Regions from separate parts of the Manis pentadactyla genome. Here region 1 is linked to region 2. A link is a contact called in public Hi-C data. All regions are on one chromosome and are shown on one strand. Each heading gives the region's core, a stretch centred on a gene start, on an enhancer-like site or on the middle of the called end of the contact. The rest is flanking DNA. Distances are from core to core; before and after follow the strand shown. Region 1 holds the start of NOS3 (nitric oxide synthase 3). Region 2 holds the start of LOC118919539 (GTPase IMAP family member 4).

Region 1 (4,732 bases), core at 608-3,107, 320 kb before region 2:
GGGCAGAGGGAGGTCTGGACTGGGGAGGTGTGGACTCAAGGCAGGGGCTGAGGCTGGAAGTAGGGGTGAGGTTGGGCTGGGTCAGTGCAGGACTTGGGGCAAGAGCCGGAGGCTGAGAGTCACCAAAGCACTGTGCATGCACGTTCCTTGCTCTTCCAGCTCTCTGGCCTCTGGAGACCAGGGGCCAGTTCCAGAGGGCAGGCCTCAGCCATTCTGGCCTCAGCTGGGATGGGAGGGCTCTGGGCCTTACCTGCTGTGCCTGGGCGCTCAGGGTGTCGTAGGTGATGCTGCCCACCTCCCAGTTCTTCACACGGGGGAACTTGGGCCCCTCTGGGGCCCGGGTGAGCGGGGGGCTGTTGGGAGCCGGGGGTCATGGAGGAGGGGTGTTTCCTTCTGGAGGTACCCAGAGAAGCAACCCCCTGCCTCCAGCGCTACCAGTCCTGATGATTTACTGCTGGCCTGACAGATGTGCTCTTACATGGTCTCAGCCCTTACAGCAACCTAGGGGTGTGTAGTGCTTGCACCCAATTTACAGCTGAGGGACGAAGGCTCAGCAAAGTTAGGGGCCCAGCCGGGCCTTGCAGGCAGAGCTCACACCTTCTTCACCCGTCCTCCGGATGCGCTAAGCTCCTGAGCGCCTGGCCCCAGGCTGGGTATTCATCCCCATGCAGGGCCCACCTTGCCTTTTGTGAACATGGAGTGTCTAACCCCCCAAAGTTGTGATGAGCCCTACCTTGAAAGGGGGACGGAGCCCATGCTGAGCAGAGGGAAGCCCCAGCAGGGATTCCTCAGGCCCAGATTTCCCTCCCCACTCACACCCCTCCTGACAGCAGCCATCGTGTGAAGGGAAGCCTCAGAGGCCTTATCACTTCCTCCCAGAGCTGCTAGGCCAGCAGCGAGGAGGAAGGGAGGGACTCGGGCCTCAGGGCGTCTGTGCGGAGCCCTTCCCTGGGAGCTGCCTGCAGCCCAGCTGCCTAGCCAGGCCTGGTGCTCAGCCTGGCCTCAGCATGTCCTTCCTCTCTCCAGAGACCTCTGCCCCTGAAAGCTGCCTCTGGGGGCTGGCGCTGCCAGGTCAGCTGTGGGCTTGAAGGTCACTAAGAGGGATCCTGGAGCAGGGGAAGGGCCTCCCTGTGCTGTCTTCTCAGTCTCCCATCCCAAGGGCCCCGAGTGTCCTGGCCCAACTCTCTCCCCCTCTGTGAGATCCATCTTCTCACTCTTCCATAACTACCCTCCCAGCCTCTTACTTTCTTTTTAAATAATCTTTACTGGTTCTTGAAGGCTTGCCCGAGCTATATAAACTTACAACAACCCCATAGATAAATATGCTATATCCCTATTTTATATATATGTAGAATCAGAATTGTTAAATAACTTGCTCAAAGTCAAACAGTTTGGCAGCAGAGCAGCATTTAAACCCTGGCCATTCAAACCTGGAAAGCTGGCACCTTTACCCCCGACTTTCACCTGTTCCTGCTGGCCCTGATCCTGGTCTCTTGTCTGAGCCTCCCTGACCATCCTGCTCTTTCCAAGCTGATAGCCAGTTTGTGTTGGCGACCTGGCCCTCCTGGTTGGGCTGCAGGCTCCTGCCCTCCCCAGCCCCAGGCTTCAGGCCTTGACACCCACTCTCCTGCCACCTGCTCCAACCCTGGTGGCCCTCACCTGTGGTCTGGTGCAGGCTGGGGTGCAGGTGCTGGTGCCCGGCTGGGCTCAGGTGCTGGGGGGGCTGGGCCCTGCTTGCCGCACAGCCCAAGGCCCAGCCCCAGCCCCAGGCCGCAGGGCGGCCCAGGCTCCTGGCCCACGCTCTTCAAGTTGCCCATGCTGGCCTTGCTTCAGTTCTGCTGCTTCAAGCAGAGCCTGGGCCTTTTCCTTAGGAAGGGGAGGCGTCAGTGGGAGGGGGCTCTCTGGTGCTGGCCCTCGCCCCGCCCCTGTCCCACACACAATGGGACAGGAACAAGGCCGGCTGGGAGGCTCTAAAGCCTCGGCTCCATGCCTGCCAGCCCAGAGGGTGGGGGGCCGGACGCCTGGGTTCCGCTCCAAGAACTAAGGCTGATAAGTGAGAACCCAGGTGTCCCATGGAGCCCTGGGGTGGGGTGCAGGAGCTGAAGTGTTGGTGGGGGGATAACGGAGTGAACAGCCAGAGGGTCAGAAGGGCCCTTCTGAGATGCCTGACCAGAGTAGAGGCCTCCCGCCTCACCTTTGCCAGCCCTGCCCTAAGGGGTGAGGCAGAAGGTGAACACTCAGTAGCAGGGCATGATTCCCAGATTCTTAGTGACCACAGGGACCTGTAGGGTTGCTTAGGTGGTATTCTTCACCAACTTACCCACATTTAAAACCCCCTGGACCCCAACCTTCAAGTCCTTTTGGGTTCTTGGGGTTACAGGCCCAGCAAGGATGCAGTGACCCTTTGTCCTGGAGTCTGCATTAGGGTATCCCTTCCCTTCCCAGTCCCAATTTCCTGGAACCCCCACTCCCTGTGACTCAAGTGGGGGGACACAAAAGAGCAGGAAGCTGCCATCCAGGGCCTCCGCCCCCACCCTGTCATCCAGTGACGCATGCTTCCCTGGGCGCAGTAAGTCAGCAGATAGACCCAGCAGTCAGAGCTGAGGCAGGGACTGCTCCCAGGGGAGATCATGGAGCCTCAGCAAGAGGGTGGGCATAGGAGAACTACGATTCCCAGAATGCAGGTGGTGCAAGCCAGCACTCCTCAGGCACCTCAGGTAGTAGTGCATGCTGGGGTTTGTAGTTTTAAGCCACTTGGGGGCTGCAGAAAGGCTATGAGCTGGGGCAACTGGATCCACAGGGTCCAAGCCTCCTCAATTTGAGACCACAGATACTGAGAGAAACTGTGAGAAAGAGACGGAAGTTGAGGGACTGGGCTAGGCAGAGACTGGGAGAAGCAGACAGGCAGACAAACAAACATGTACATTTGTGTTGGCTGGACTCCTTTGAAAAGCAGCAAAGGATAAGATTGGGGTGGGCCTGGGTACAGGGCAGGCAGGCGGATCAGCCGGAAGGAACGGGCTGTGCTGTGAGCTCTGGGGTCATACCAAGAAGGTCGGGTCTGCCAGTTTGGAGGGAGGAGGGTGAGGGGGCCTCATAAACATGGACAAGCCTGAGCTCCCAGACACCAGAGAGCTTTGCTGTCCCACTTTCAACAAAGGGGAAGGTGCGAGGCAGAAGCATGAGGTCCCTTCTCAGCCTGCCTGTCCCTGTGGCCCAGGTGCCCGAGGCTCCACCCTGCTGGCCTCCCTTTCCCAGCAAGGCAGGAGTTGGGATCCAGGCCCCTGCTTCTCAGACATTTTCACCCATGAAGGATGAAGTGAAAGAGTCCACTTCTGGTTCCCGTTCAGACACCACCTAAAATGCAATGATCAGGAATGACTCCTTTATCCAGATTCCAGTTAACAGAGCTGTGGTTGGTCTCATCAGGGACCAGGTGACAACAAACATTAGATGCTGACGCCCTCATGACCTCCTGCCTGCACCAGTAACCATAGCCCCTCCCTGGGGTCTCCTGACCTCAGGGTCTTCCCTCCCATCTCTGCTCCAGATTCATTGCCAAAGGAGGGCTTACCTCTTGCTTTGGCTCTTTCTGAAACCTTCAACCCAAGGCCAAGGCCACTCCAACACACTGGCCTGGCCCTCGGTTTCCCAAGTGTGATACTCACACCCTCTCTTCTAGACAAATGGGCTTCCTCATGGGTTCCCAAACAGTCCTGTACATCCCTACCTGTGGGCCCTTGCCTATGCTGTCCCATCCACCTTGCCCTTTGCCCTTTCTACCCCTCTCTCATGACCTGGCCTTGCAGCTCTGAAAGTATCCTGTCCAGCAATCCCTTCAAGAGAGAGCCTACTGCAGAAAGTCAGGTGGCTGACAGAATCTGCCCAGTGCTCAGTCTAAGGCCATGTGCTTCCCTGGAAGCTTCAGTTGGTCACTGAGCCCAGGAGTAGCTGGGCTTACTGCTTTTGCCCAGCTCGGACCCCTCCATGGGGGGCATCCATGTGAGGCACCCACTGGCTTGGCGGAGAGCTTCTTGGAACTCACTGTGGTCAGAGGCTCTTCCCACAGGTCCTTCTCCTTCTGTCTTTCCTTTCACAGATGTCAGACCTGCCTCCTGTTCTGGGGGCTTCTGCTGCCTCCCATTATCTTCCATAAGTGGGCCCCCTAATCAATGTCTTGTGCTTCAACTCCCACTTGGTGTGCTTCCTGGAAGCCCTGACCCACCCACAGCCCCACTTTCTCTGCGAGGCCTTCCTCAACACTCCGTTGTCTGTTCCCCAGGCTGTTCTTTGTCATCCTGCCACCAGGCCCTGGGAACATGTCTTGCTTTGGCTCCTCTCAGCAGTGACTCTTGGGCAGTGTGCTCTGTGTTGGCAATTTCTATCCCAAATGAGAATGGGTGCTCCATGGGCTTTGGAAGGTCCAGGTCGAGTCCTGCTCGTTCAGGATCCTGCTGGGCCTGTGCACCCTATCCGGAGTAGGTGCTTCATGAGCATTGGCTTGTTTAGGTGCAAATATGTGCGGCCACCCAGGGACTAGACACTGTGTGCTGGAGGCAGTGGAGAGGGGCCACTGAGAAGGGAGCCACTGGATGCTGGATTGTTCTGGGTGGGCAAAAGAAGCGGTCAGCCTGTGAAGTGTGATGGGTCCAAGAGGGGCATTTTCTGGCTGAGGGAGGCTGGGGACAGTTCAGCACAGCCATGCTGATGGTGGGTTACAGGGAAGATCTGA
Region 2 (4,500 bases), core at 189-2,688:
AGATGCGGGCACAGAGGCTCCTCCCTCAGAGCGGGTGACCATCGGGAGAATGGGAGCCTTGGCTCTGCCTCCCTGGGAGAGCGGCCAGGAGCCCCAGCCCCGAGGGGTGAGGCTGCAGGGTGCGCAGGCAGGGCGGAGTCCAGCCCCGGCTCTGAGAACAGGGCAGAGGGGCCAGAATCCGGACTGGACGCGGCCCTGCAACGCTGCGGTGAGCCAGGGGGAAAGCCCGGGAGGCCAGGGGAACGTGGGTGGGTGCGCGCGGGCCTGTATGTCTGCTGACCGGCGCGCATCGGTTAGGCTTCTCCCCACCTCCACCACCTCCACACACGCACACACGGGGAGCCAGGCGCTGCCTCCCTCCATGCTTACCTGCCAAGGGAAAGGCGCCCACATACAGGAGGAAGACAGTCAGGGTCATACATCGGGCAGGAAGCTGTTTAAAAGACATATCTCAAAGGGGCAGGAAAGGATTTGCAATTACAGCTTTCCAAAGTGAAAGCTCCAAGAGCAGGGCGGTGGCGAGCCAAGAGTCCGGAAGACACACGCCCAACGTTCAGTCTAGCTGAGGGGAGGCGTGGGGCGCCTGCCTGCACACAGCCCTGTGCACCCCACGCTCCACCCCGCTGCGCAGCTGACAGCCGCTCTGGGAAGCAAACAAACCCGCTGCTGACTTCACTTCCCGTGGGACCCTTACTGCTGGGTGTCACCCCTCTGTGCTGTAGCCCGTTCCCTCTCTCACTCCCCAGCCAACTTGCTGCACCCCCGCCCCCTCCCCAACCCCACTCAGCTGATGACCCTGCTTCCTCTTCCTCTAGGCAAACAGAGGTGAGCAGAGACCCTCCAATGGCCCCACCTGCGTCTCCCACCCACCTCAGTCTGTGCCCAGGGCCTCCACCTTCCTTCCCGTTAGATGAATGAGCCTGGCTAAGCCCAAGGGCTCCGACTGAGCACCAACCCTATCCTCTCACCTCTGCTTAAGGGCCTCTCTCCAGCTAGTCTCCCCTCCCCAGGGCCACTAGCATCCCCCCATCTCCTGCACCTTTGCCATGGGTTTAAGACTGAGCCCTCTTTCTCCCATCTTTGAAAAAGAATGTTCTCTTACCCTGCTTCTGTCTCCAAGCACCACCTAATTCCTCCCACCTTTTCTCAACTTTTGCTGACATGGGCATCTAAGGTCAGGCTGCCCTGGGAAGAGGGTCCTCCAGGCTGGAATCCCCTAGCCCTGCAGTGCCGGGGGTGGGGCCTGGAAGCAAACGCAGGGCGCAGCTGCGGCGTCTGCAAATGTTTTCAATGGCGCCTGGCAGGACTCTTTCTGCCGCCTTGAGATTATCACGAGGACATCGCCGTCCATCTGGGCTGCTGGCTGGAGATGAGGCAGGAACAGGAGCTTTAATGAAACTCCCTCCGACCGAGGCTCCTCCTGGACGCTCTGATTCCCTGCGCCCTAGGCTGCAGCCAGCAAATCAAACCAGCCGTCAGCTCCCCAGAGGTTTTCTCAAGTTTCTCCTTTTCCTTCTAGTGTTTTTGGCTTGGAGGTTTGGCAGGGGGTGCTGCTTCTGTTGGTTCCCGAAATCCTTGTTTCTTGCTCCGCTCCATCCCAGAGGGGACTCAGCAGAGGGAGCGAACTCCCAGGCCCACACAGACTGCAGGCCCAGACCCAGAGAAGCCAGAAGCTGCCCAGACCGTCACCAGGTGCCAAGCCGGTGGGAGAGTTTAGAAAGGAGCCCTGGCAGGCCAAAGCGAGGACAGCCTACCAGAAGCCCAGGTGGCTGCTACCCAAAGGAATGCTGGGAACAGATGTATTTTGCTCCTAATACCCCACTTTCCAAGAGAATACAGTCACAAGAAACCTTCCTCTGGCCTCTGCAGGTGTGAGCACCCCCCCACTGCCCATATGCACTCACACACACACACACACACACACACACATACACACACACAGCTGGAGACAGCCTCTCCGTGACAGCCCTGGGCACCCAGCAGGGAGAAGGGCATCAGGTGCCCAGGGCGCTGGGGCCAGACTCAGGAGAGGCCGGTGGCCCCTTGCGGTGAAGGGCTTCCTGAATGCTGGGGGCCCCTTGCCGTGTTTATTGCTGAACAAGACAAAGTGCTCCCTTGTTGTGAGGATGGTCATTCTCACCGACTCAGCTGGCAGCAAAGGCTTAAAGGAGTTGAACTGTTTCTGGAAAGGTCTAGAGAGAACAGGCACAAGAGGCCTAGAGAACTGATCGGCAGTTAAAACAGAAAGGTCTTAAATCCTAAATAGCTTATAATGGTAGCAAAGCAGCTTTTTGGAAGTCAAAACTATGTTGGTATTAGAGCTTTAAAAAGTCAAGGGTGATTAAAAGCTGGTGAGAGCTGATTTTACATGAAGAAAGCCACCGAAAAGGAGGACCCTGGGGCATGAAGGGCACCGCAGGCGAGCGAGCTTCTCGGGAGCTTTGCAGCCTCCCAGAGCTTCCCGTGAGGGGAGGCAATACCTTACTCTGGTTCTTCCCGAAATTTCTCCAAATTCTCCAGTTTTTTCCCCCTACGAAGTGAAGATTTCAGGAGGAGAGACTGGGGAGTTATGGCTTCATGGGTACAGAGGCTCCACTTTACAAGATGCGGGGGCACGGGGCTGGGTGGTGATGGGTGCCCAGTGCTGTGACTGTATTAGTGATGATGACTGCTTCACACACTTAAAACGGTTAAGACGGTTAAAAAAAAAGTGAAGGTTTCTGCAGTGACTTGGCCTCTACATCAGACTATTCCTCTGCGATATCCAAGATGCGTTTCCATATCCCCCAAACCACTACACACAGAAAGCTCCTTGAAACGGGGGCTGTACCTGTCTTGCTGATGACTGTGTCCGCAGCTCCTGAAACAGGGCCCGATACGGCGCAGTACGGCAGGAAGCGCACGGGCTTCGGGGCAGGCACAGCTGGACCGCATCCCGGCTGGAGCAAGGAGCCATCACGCAGTCCTTCCACCGAGCCCCTCCTCCGCTCCTGGCCATCTGAGCAGGGGTGCCCACGCACAGCCTGCCCCTTTCTCTCCACCTCCTGCCTTCGAACTCCTCACTGCCAGTCCCCGGGATCCCAACTCTGGCGGGTCCTGCCTCTGTCTCAGCTGGTGCCCCCATTCCCACCCCTGCTTTCTGTCCTGGCTCCCCAAGCCCTGGGTGGCTCTCTGCTGCCACCTGCTGGCACTCATCAGTTACACCTCAGGTCATCATCCTGAGTCAGCAGCAACTGTTGATCAATTAGGTTTAAAAGGTAACTTCCCAAAAAACAGACACCACACACACACACACACACACAGCTACAGACCAATATATCTTATGAATATGGATGCAGGAATCCTTAAAAAAATACTAGCATACCAAATTCATAAATACATAAAAAGAATTTTACACACAAAAAAGTGGGATTTGTCCCAGGAATGCAAGGTTGGTTTAACATTTTAAAAATCAATTAATACAATACACCTTATCAATAGAATAAAAACAAAAACCACATGATCATCTCAATAGACAGAAAAAGCGTTTCACAGAATCCAAAGCTCTTCCCTAATAAAAACACTCCATAAACTAGGAATAGAAGGGAACTTCCTCAGTTTGATGAGGAGCATCAACAAAACCCGCAGCTGAATTTCAGGTCCTCTGCCCCCAGAGTGGATGCCCCTTCTGCTGTGGAGGGTGGTTGCCCTCTGCCCCTCTCCCCCTAGGAGTCTCCTACCAAGACCCCAGGATATGAAAGATTTGAGGATCATGAGAAAAGGTCTCCCTCCCCTAAAGTTTCTCCTCCTTTCCTGACCTTCCATACCTTCATCAGGCCTCTGGTCTAAGGCATTAAAGGTCCAGTTAGAACACTCACTTTACCCCAGTGGGCTAATACATGACGCCACTGTCACTTGGGACTCCTTTGCCTGGGTAAGTTTTCATCAGCCCTGGAAGGGAGCTTGGGCATGGCTCGTGGGCCAACATGCTTTGATGAGTGGAGGAAGAAGAAAGCTAGACCTCAGGAGTGTTGAGAGCAGGCCGCCAGGCAGGGCATCAGGGCCCCAGAGGCAGAGAGCTGGAGGGCAGAAGGGGCACTGAAGGCCATCTGGCATGTCCGACAGCAGGACGAAGAGCCCTCCCTACCGTGAGTGTAGAATCCCAGATGAGGAATTTGCTCCCGGAAGGACAAAGCAGACAAGTAAATCTGGTGCCAAAGGGCAGAGCTCTGGATTCCCAGTTCCTCTAACCTGAAGATCAGGTAGCACCCTGGGCTGCACAGCAAAGGAGGAGGCAGAGGGCTGCAGGAAAAGGGGCCCTGTGGGTGTTTCTGTTTCCCTCTTTCTCAAAGGGAGATAAGAAGACTTGCTTCCTGGCAGAGAAAGACTCACTGACATGTACCGTGATGGCTCTGTGGATGGAGCCCTCAGACCCAGGTTTGGGCCCTGCCTTTGCTCGCTTTGAATCCAATGTCCTTGGGCTAATTGCTTGAACTCTCAGTGCTTCGGCTTTCTCATATA

What was found. A called contact is a pair of places that touch in the nucleus more often than the background predicts.
Region 1: a Hi-C map of fibroblasts shows a contact between it and region 2, with 5 times the contacts expected there. The contact joins the promoter of NOS3 here to the promoter of LOC118919539 in region 2. A contact is called at or near these places in 2 of 3 Hi-C or Micro-C datasets (fibroblasts and skin fibroblasts).

What each region holds. Positions count from the first base shown.
Region 1 is chr7:143,777,351-143,782,082 of mManPen7.hap1, reverse strand. NOS3 (nitric oxide synthase 3) reads right to left here and starts at 1,857. Exons shown (of 26, transcript XM_036899709.2): 1 at 1,660-1,857; 2 at 251-353. The coding sequence starts at 1,817. The region is part of intron 2 of KCNH2 (potassium voltage-gated channel subfamily H member 2); the gene reads left to right.
Region 2 is chr7:143,455,026-143,459,525 of mManPen7.hap1, reverse strand. LOC118919539 (GTPase IMAP family member 4) reads right to left here and starts at 1,438. Exons shown (of 6, transcript XM_057504913.1): 1 at 1,103-1,438; 2 at 370-433. The coding sequence starts at 1,169.